2 separate regions of the Mus musculus genome follow, and region 1 is linked to region 2. A link is a contact called in public ChIA-PET data. All regions are on one chromosome and are shown on one strand. Each heading gives the region's core, a stretch centred on a gene start, on an enhancer-like site or on the middle of the called end of the contact. The rest is flanking DNA. Distances are from core to core; before and after follow the strand shown. Region 1 overlaps Tnip1 (TNFAIP3 interacting protein 1). Region 2 overlaps Rapgef6 (Rap guanine nucleotide exchange factor (GEF) 6).

The links. ChIA-PET counts read pairs in DNA pulled down with a chosen protein or histone mark.
Region 1: an RNA polymerase II ChIA-PET map of memory CD8 T cells shows a contact between it and region 2, with 138 read pairs. The contact joins two enhancer-like sites. A contact is called at or near these places in 3 of 115 datasets of contacts at active chromatin or transcription factors (bone marrow-derived macrophages, effector CD8 T cells and memory CD8 T cells) and 1 of 9 other capture datasets (liver).

Annotation. Positions count from the first base shown.
Region 1 is chr11:54,949,993-54,954,875 of GRCm38.p6, reverse strand. The region is part of intron 2 of Tnip1 (TNFAIP3 interacting protein 1); the gene reads left to right. Among named protein-coding and RNA genes, the nearest start is that of Tnip1, 11 kb to the left of the region's middle. Within about 2 kb of position 2,010, at least 47 of the 459 cell types and tissues checked have an H3K27ac peak or open chromatin away from gene starts, as enhancers often do. A contact at or near this core is called in bone marrow-derived macrophages and memory CD8 T cells, where this site is marked.
Region 2 is chr11:54,614,992-54,619,936 of GRCm38.p6, reverse strand. It overlaps Rapgef6 (Rap guanine nucleotide exchange factor (GEF) 6), which reads right to left. Exons shown (of 29, transcript NM_001252494.1): 8 at 1-51. Among named protein-coding and RNA genes, the nearest start is that of Rapgef6, 95 kb to the right of the region's middle. Within about 2 kb of position 2,141, at least 18 of the 459 cell types and tissues checked have an H3K27ac peak or open chromatin away from gene starts, as enhancers often do. A contact at or near this core is called in bone marrow-derived macrophages and memory CD8 T cells, where this site is marked.

The sequences.
Region 1 (4,883 bases), core at 761-3,260, 340 kb before region 2:
GAAATAAGCTGAAACTCAAAACAACAAATACTTGAGTACAGCTGAGAATTAGCCTGTCTAGCTTTAGAAAAATAGATCAGGGGCTAATTCGACCAGTAATTGTGCTGGAGCTGTTCGGATCTCTTTAATCTTAAATTATTCAGTCTTAATTATTGGGGGCTGGTCGGGTCAAATTAAGAACTAATAGAGTTTTTGATAACATTTAAAGCAACACCAAGCAACTTGCAGATTGGAATCACACAACTAGTGAATTGCAAAGTCAGGATTCCAACCTGGTTGTTGGCTGCAAAGCCCCCTGTTCCATCCCCATTAAGCTTGTTTTGTAAGGGGCTTTAGTGCACACAGGTGCTGGGTAGATACAGTGAGTTTCTGGGAATAATTTAGGAGTGATTCTTTTTTCTACTTTGGGCTGTGTTTAACAGCCGTGCACCGTGGGACCGTTCTATGTTTCTGTGTGAGATCACGTGTGTGGAAGTGGGTTGTGCTGTGCCTGTATTCATCTTGTACCCGGCAGTGGGTGGGAATTTGGTGCTGTCTCTGAGGAACTGTTTTGGTAAAGGGGAGGGAGGGACTTTTGTGGATGAAGCAAAAGTCTCTGCAGCAGCCGTCCCCACCCCCTTGTTGAATGGCAGTGTGGGAACCGTGTGAATTCCCGATGCCTCATTTTGATTTCACAGTCAGTCAGAGTGGGATTTGATCAGCTCTTACTCACAGTGCCAACAATGAGGGGTGTGGTAGAGGGGAATTCACACTTGTGAGTGGACTGTCGGAGGACTCACAGAATTGTTTTTTGGTCCTTGAGGGAGGACATTGTGTTGGGAGAGTGGAATATTCACACTAGCTAAGCAGGCTCAGCGTTCCTTTGTATCTAGTAAATGGCCTGTAAAACTAACGCATAATGGTAATTCTAGTAACCTTACACTGAGAAGTTGGCTTCTGACCTTTAATGCTGGTCTTCATGTTGTGGTGACTCCTAACCATAAATTTTGTTTGTTTGTTTGGTTTTTTGAGACAGGGTTTCTCTGTGTAGCCCTGACTGTCCTGAAACTCACTTTGTAAACCAGGCTGGCCTGGAACTCAGAAATCCACCTGCCTCTGTCTCCCTTCCAAGTGCTGGGATTAAAGGTGTGCGCCACCACTGCCTGGCCTGAAAAGTTTTTTAAATGTGTAGTTTTTACATTCAGAAATTATTTACTCTTTTGCGTATTTATTTATTTATTTATTTATTTATTTTGAGAGAGAGTTTCTTAGTCCAGGCTGACCTTAACCCTGCAGCTCTCTGTGCCTACTGGCACTACAGGGGTGTTCCACCATGCCTGATGTCATTTATTCTTTCTGACCTGATAGTGTCTCATATTTTAGCTGGACCCTCTGTCCGATTTCAATTTTACATGTATTCATTTGTACTTGGAGGTGAGTGTGTGCCTGGGTATCCATACCCAAGTGGAAGTCAGAGGACAACTTTCACCAGTTGTCTTTTTCCTTCTATCATACTGGTTTCTGGACTTGAACTCAGGTTGCTGTGACAAACACCTCTACTCTCTGAGCTATCTGGCCAGTTCTAAATTGTTATTTTGTTTTATTTTGTAATAGGGTTCTTTATAGCCCAGGCTGGCCTTCAAAACTTCTGATCCTCCTGCATCAGTTTGAGTGCTGGCATTAGAGGCATGCACCACTATGCCTGGTTTATAGGGTACTGTGGGGTTGAACCCAGAGCTTCATTTATGCTAGGCAAGCCCTGTACCAAGTAAAGTACACCCCTAGTCCCAAGGGCTATGTTCTGCTGCTGGCTTAGACTGTCGTCATGACTGTGTCCTGGGAAATTAGTTAGGTATTAGTCCTCTGTGGACACATTTAATCTTTACCCTCTGGGAGCAACAGATGGGAGCATTCAGTATTTTTATATATCTGGTCATGTTGTCCCCTCCACGTGGGTGACCTGTGGGTGTGGGTGCCTGTCCCTGGATGCCCGTAGCAGCTCCCTTGGGGCCCCAGGAAGCCATGGGTCTGACTCATTCCTTCACCCCCAGTACTGTGTCTCTGGCCCGGATGTCCCGGCTGGGTCAGACGGACCTGGTTTGAGTATGGTGGTGCTCTGAAAGGTTATTTGTATGCCTCCCTCCCCTGGGTGCTGGCTCCCTTCTGTGCCCACTGTGATTTGGCAGGCCCTGCTACCTGCTTTTTCCCAGCCGTGTGTGTTCTCAGCCTGTTCTCACACTGAGCCCTTATGCCTGCCATCCCAAATGCCCTGACCAGTTTCTAGCCCTTCCCATGGCTGCTTTTTCCTTATCTGTCAAGTCTCAGCTCAAATGTCACCTCCTGAGAGGGGGCCTTCCCTGCTCTTCCTATGCAAAACACACAGCCCTCTCACTTTCTGTCATGTTACTACTTTGTTCATTCATTTATCATGATCTAAAGTAGATTTATTTGTGAGCCAAGTATGGTGATGCAGACATTTACTCCCTGCCCTCAGGAGACAGAGGAAGGCAGATCTCTCTGACTTCAAGGCCCGCCTGATCTCCAACCGTGAGTTCTAGGATGGATCGCAGGAGGAAGTGTTTCAGCTGCCTTCAGCTGGGTGGTGGTCAGGCTGTATCTGTATGCCAGAGCTTGTTTTTGCCTTCCAGGGCTCCTCCTGGCTGGGAGCTCTTTGTGACAGCATCAGGAGCCAGGGGACAGGCTAGCCACCGTGGATGTGGCTTGGGTATAAAGTCTTTCAGGAGCACCTGATTGATAACGAGGGATTTCCAGAAGTAAGTGATGGGGGCCCTGGAAAGATGGAAGGTACAGAGTAGGGCCTGGGCCTTTTAGGGGGCTGGATGGACATAGCAGATAGTGTGTAAGGTTGTGCTTAGTTGGGGAGCTGTTAACTGGGCTGGGCAAGACCCCCCAAAGATCCCAGGCATGGGAATGTCTGTCTGGACACTCAGATGGCTGGGCTGCAGCCGAGCTGGTGGGTCTCAGTGCTAACTGTGAGGCTAGAACTGTCTCCTACTCCCCTGTGACTGACAGCTCCTAGTGCAGACCAGGTAGGTTCTGCACGCAGCTCTAAGGGATGGCAGTGTCACCCCTCAGCATTGTGGGAGATCTGTCTGCATACTGGCTGAGGCTATGGCTGAGGCTGTTAGAGTCTTAGCCCCAGGCGGCAAGTAACCCCACTTCCCAGGCCTCTGGATAACTCACCTCAAACCCTTTCCTGGCCTGCGTTCTGTGCCAAGCCCTCTCTGTGTTGGTCCTTTGCTCTGTCCCAGATGTTGGGTGGAGGGTATGGCTCAGTTAGTGGAGTGCTTACCTACCATGAGTGAACTTGGGTTCTAGTCCCAGTATCACCTAAGTCAGGTGTGTTGGGGAACACCTATGATCCCAGCACTAAGAAGATGGTGATGGGAGCCAGAAGTTCATGATCACTCTTTGCTAATGTTTTGAGTTCAGGGCCAGCCCCTGTCTCAAAAATCCAAACTAGATGAATTCTTCAAATGGTAAAACCCAGCCATTGGATGCCCCCTCCCTTGTCCATTCATTGGGTGGTCTCCATTGACTCCAGCTGGGCCAGGCCTTTCTGTGCCCTCTGGTGATATCTCTGGCTTGCCCCTCTGCTCCCTGTCTATCTTGAACCCAGGAGAGGTGTCATGTCTCCAGCTATAGACAGACCTAGGCAGCCACCAGGCTGTTGGAGGAAATTATTTCTCTGTGTTCTTCCCGTGACCTCCACAGGACGATCACACCAGAGACTGGAAAGGGTGACTGCTGAGGACTGTCTGCGTCCTTTCTGATGGCTGTCCCTGAAGGGCTGGCTATCCTTCGCTCACTAACCTTGTCTCCAGGCTATTCCCTGAGCCCTGGGGCACTTTGTCTGCTAAGCACAAGGGTGGACACAACACGACCTCAGCCTTGGCAGGCACGTGGGGATGAGGGAGTGCTGGCTCTGGGGCCCAGTCACTGGACCCTGAGATGATTCTTGTAAAATGGAGGAGCCCCTGATTCAAGGGCCTGTAGTTCCCTCTGCCCTGACCTTCACCTGGCTAGCCTCGGCTCACTGCCAGTCACTGTTTTTTGAGACAGGCTCTCTCTTCCTGGCCTAGGACTCACCAATTAGGCTACACTGGCTGGCTAGTCAGTTCTGGGAATTTCCCTTCGTCCACCGCCTCAGCTCTTGGATTATAGACAGTGTCCCCAGGCTGGCCTTGCATTCATGCTGGAACTGCAGGTGTGAGCCACTATGTTTGGCTTCTGGCTTTTTAGATTTATTATTACATTTATTGTGTATCTGTGTGAAGGTCAGGGGACAACTTATAAAGGAATGGGTTCTCTCCTATCATATGGGGGCCTGATATCAAGCTCCAGTTGTCAGTTTAGGGAGCAAGCACCCCCTTCAGCCACCTCACTACTCCCCCCCCACCCCTGCCCCGCCATCTTTAAATGTGTGTTCCGGGGCTCAAACGTAGGCTTTTGTGCTCGTGTGGTAAGCTCTTTACTGACTGAGCTATCTCCCCAGTGTCCTCTTCCCACCATATTTGGTATAAGGAGAGTTCTCAAAACCTGGCATCTTCCCCTGAGAGGGGACTTACAGGGTTGCATAAAATAGCTGTGGCACACCCTTAATCCCAGCTCTTGGGAGGCAGGGGCAGGCAGATTTCTGAGTTTGAGGCCAGCCTGGTCTACAGAGTAAGTTCCAGGACAGCCAGGGCTATACATAGAAACTGTCTCAAAAAACCAAAGAGAAAGAAAGAAAGAGAGAGAGGGAGGGAGGGAGGGAGAGAGGGAGGGAGGGAGGGAGGGAGGGAGGGAGGGAGGGAGGGAGGGAGGGAGGGAGGGAGGGAGGAAGTTAGTTAGTTGTGGCATTTGGGCTCTGAGAGATAGGCTACCCTCTTGTCCTGACGTTG
Region 2 (4,945 bases), core at 892-3,391:
TCCTTCTGGAAGGCGTGTTAAATCTACATCTCCTACTTCACTCTCTGTAGCCTACAGAAAGAAATTTCAACCACAACTTTGGAAACTTATCAATGCTAGATATCGTAAGAACTAGGAAGCTTCAAAAACTACCATTCACAGAAGATGAAAATGTCTTTCCAAAAGTAAAAAACATTTAGAATACTTTTAATACTATGCTCCTGATCTATACTGTAAATGAAAAGGCATGAATATTAAGAGTTACTACAGTAAATAGTGAGTTGAGCACAGGAAATCCATAATTATAAAATAAGCAATCAAAATGAGTAGTAGTGGAGATTATGACAGCTTCATCTAAGGTCTTACATGCTTTCTGCCCTCTTTCATAGTCAGTTATTCTCTTATTAATCTCCTTTCCTGAGCCCAAAGATTCAGGGAACATCACAGAAGAGAAGGCAGTAAGAGCCTGAAGATGGGGACAAGTGCTCTGAAATACTTCCTTTGTATATAACATGTTGTACTCATGAACTCATAGCAACTGTGGTTACCCACATAAGACCTATATAAGACCAAGGAAGTATAAAATATCCAGCATAATATGGCACTGTTATTTAGAAGTACTCTGGAATAAAATTAAGTCAGTATAAAAAAAACAAAACTCCATTATAGAGTTGCTCCCGAGGCCCCAGTCGTAGCTGAGGATCTATAAAGAAGGTGTAGAAAAGTCACTTTTCTATGAGGGGTAGACACTGGCAGGTTCCTTGTGCTGCAGTAGGATGTATAAATATGTGTGTATGTGACCATAAATACAAGTTTCAAAGAGTTAAAAATAGGAACAAAGCTAAAAATGAACAGGAAGAGGAGAGGCAGGGAAATGGGAAGGAGAACTCTTGAGTAAGAGAAGCAGAACCAGAAAGAGCAATGAAGCAACAGAAATACAACATACTGGGCAGAGAAAGAGTGCCAGCAACAGGATCACAGAGAAGAATGGAGAAAAAACAGGTAAGCCATAGGACACAAAACGACCTTAGAGACAGGCAGGAAAGAAAGCCGTATCTGCAATTACAGCCTCCCTGCTGTCAGAACTGCTTCCACATTTTCTCTGTGGGCCAGCATATTAATCTTCTGGCCTTTGTTAATTCACATTAGGGCTCAGATGACAACTTAGTCTTGCTTTATGCACAATTTATAGTGCCTTTGGATTCCTCTTTATTTTTAAGTAGTTAATAATCCAGAATGAATATACAATGAGCTCCTTTAAGACTAGAAAAGATGGTTTGTAACAGTCTGCTGCTATGGCCTGGACCATTATCCTCTTTTCCTTTTTGAGACAGGGTTTCATGTGGCCCAGATGGGCCTTGACCTGTAGCCAAGAAGGCCTTTAAACTTCTGATCTTCCTGCTGCCATTTAGGATTATAGGTATATGCTCCTATGCTCAGTTTATGAAGTGCTAAGGTTGAACCTAATGGTAACGGTAAGCACTCTACTAACTGGGCTACATACATCTTCCTCCCTTTTCAACAGTGCTAGGCATCAAATATAGGGCCACCCAAGGCTCCTTTAGCCAAGGCATATCCCCAGATCCTAAAACTTTTTAAAAAAGAGTTATTCATTTATTTATGAATATGAGTGGTGCTCTGTCTTCATGAACACCAGAAGAGGGAATCACATACCATTAAAAATGGCTGTGAGCTACCATGTAGGTGCTAGAAATTGGACTCAGGATTTCTGGAAGAGTAGTCAGTACTCTTAACCATTGCACTATCTCTCCAGCCCATAAAAATTATAACTATTTTCATTATATGTATATGAATGTTTTGGCTACATGTATTGTAAGTAAACTGCATGTGTGCCTGGTGTCCACAGAGGTCAGAAAAGGGCATCTAATTCCCTGCACTGGGGTTATTGATGGTTGTGAGCTGCTATATGGAGCTAGGAGCCAAAATCACAAGTGCTCTTACATGGAGCCATCTCTCCAACACCCTAAAAATTCTTAATAGAAAGAAATCTTAACTTCAAGATGATGGTGCTGGAAGGTGGAGCCTCTGAGCAGCTAAAACCTCACCAAGTTATTAGAATCCTCATGAATGGGTAGTGCCTCACGGGTAGTACTATACGAGGCCAGAGGAAGCCCATCCAACCTTTCTTCCATATGAGGAAATAGCTAGATGGTGCCATCTACAGATCAGAAAGAGATCTTTCACAGGATAGCAAATTTGTCATTACTGTAATTTGGAATTCCCAGCATCTAAAACCATGAAAAGTGAATTTCTACTGTTTGTGAGCTACCCAGTGCACGGCATTTTTTTTTGAAACAGCAGCTTGAATGGACTATGATAGTATCTCATATACAATATCCTATTCTGTAACCAACATGTACTTTAAAGCAAAAAGAAGGATTCTCATTAACTGTAAAATGAACAGATGAATAAATTTAACTATATGTGGTGGCTCACGCTTACAATCCCAACATATGAAAGACTGAATCCCTGAGTTCTAGACCAGCCCAGAGTAACACTGGTGGTTGGCATGGTTAAGAGAGTAAATATGAAGACTCAAATGGAAGAGATGGACAATGGTCGACTAAAAGGAGCAGAATAATCACAGGATTAGAATGATAATATTAAGAGATGGTAGGAGACTCACTTTTGTAGGATAGTTAGCAAACTGAGCCCGCCCTAGGCAGATCATTAAAAAGATTATGATAAATAGGTTAAGCACAGGGGTCTAGTAGGACAAGGATTAAACCTCTCTTGGTTTTCCTTTCCTGTCACATGTACTTTGTACATATAATGCGGTGAGTACAAGCTGACTCTACGATGAGTTGGCCTTCACCAAATAAACCATCAGAGAATATCTCTTTCCTGTTTGCAACTAAACATGAAGCTACAGTAAAAGGTGCCACATGTTTAATGAAAATGTTATACAAACTTATAAAAACCACATTTAAAATTGAGGTTTAAGTGTTAAGCCAGCACTTCATATTTTCAATGCTTTTCCTTTCAGCATCATCATGTCCAGGTTCCCTTTTCAGGGACCATTCAGCTTTTAAGCTCATCTTGTCTTCTTGGTCAGAGGAGAATTTTGTGCAATGAAATCTTCCACAATTCTGCAGTCCAGGATAGCCCTGTCCATTTCTCTCCTCTGCCTTACAGACCAACATTTTAGTTAGCAGAGATATTTTGCCATTTACCTTGAAACCAATACTGGTATTTACTTCAAATATTATTCACCTTGAATTTTTTTCTAGATTACTTCTAAGTACCACAGTGCTTGACTCAGCAAAAGAAACAAGATCAGTAAAAACATAAACTCCCATCTGCATAAATTTATTCTGATAATAAATACACACAAAACACCAAAAACACAGCTAAGAAAAAGCATGCTGAGGGTCCAGCAGCATGTACTCTTGCCATGAAGCAGACTCTAAGTGCTGTAGGAAACTAATGGAATACAGAACCAGATGGCAGATGGTAGTGGGAAATGAAAGGCTTGAAATTCGTAGTTTGGTAAGAGCGAAGCACTGAAATTTCATTAATAGAATACTATTTAAGCCATCACATTCTTGCAATTTGTTTCAAGTAGGAGTTTAAATTAAATGGCACTGTATGTGGGTAGTGGGTAACTTAGCCTTGGACAAGGGCATAGATGGTGTCTTTTTGTATTTGTATTTTTCCTAGGATTAATACTACAGATTAAACCCCAGGACCTTGTTCATACCAGGCAAGCACTCCACTGTCAGATCACAAATTCTCTAGCTGCCTTTTTCTTCCAGAAACGAGGCCACAGCTCGGAGCAGCTCAGCCTCTGGTCAGACCTGGTAAGGAAGCTCACTGTGCAGCTCTTCTACTTCTCCCAGCTACAAGCTGCATTTATGTGCTGCCTAGTGCCTGCCTTCAAGCTGCAGGATGAAGCTTGTCTACCCTGTTCATCAGAGAAGCTAAAAGAATCAGCGCCCCCACCCTTCCCCTTCTCTCTGGATTTCAAGTGCAGGTTCTCTCGCATCCCTCCTCACTTTCGGGAACCCAGTCATGCTCTACAGCACGGGAGTTATAGCTGATTACAGCTTTGCTCAGGATCTGAAGAAATGCCCTCCTCTTCCCTGCAGGCTCTATAATGCTTCCTATGGTCTGATATTTTTTTTTTTCTTGTCTAATGTTCTTTCATTTTAAGGCTTGATAATGCCTCCTTTATACACCATGGTCATGGGGGTGGGAATCCTTCCTCTCTCCAGATCATAGCCCTTTCTGAAGGAAAATTTTGTGCCAGCTCCTTTTTGCAAATCTACATTTTTAAGTAACATCTATCACCGAGTGACACCCCTACTGAACAGATGATATTCCTAACAGAAAATTGAAAGACCGGTGGCTAAAGAACATTTAGCAGAACAAAGCTAATTGGGGAAGGGGTGGGGGGAAGCAGCAGCTCTAATAGAGATATGGTACCAAAGTCTGGTAACATGGTAACATGAGTTGAAAGTTAAGGGATTCTTACAAGTCTGTTTCTTTTCCACACAGATGGGGGAATGAATGGCTTTGTGCCTTAGATTACTTAAGAGTGAGTTAAGACAAATGCCTAGAGACAGCACTATAGTTAAGAGCATACATATATTACTCTTCCAGAGGACTTGAATTTGGTTCCTGGCACCTAAGTTGCTTGGAACAACCAGTAAGTCAAGATCAAGGGGATCTAATGTAATGCCCATTTCTGGCTTCCAGGAGCACTACACTCAAGTATACAACCCATACATAGAGACACATTTTGTGTTCTAAACAAATCAAAAAATTTTTTAAAAAGACAAATGTATTTGTTCAAGAGCTATTGCTTTACAATTGTCCAGCTGTTAAATAAGACTAAAGTTAATAGAAAAAAGGATCTAGAAAGAAGCACTTCATATTCTCCTGTACATTCTTGAAAGACATGTAAACACTCTAAGAACATTCTAGCATTTTAATGGATACATTG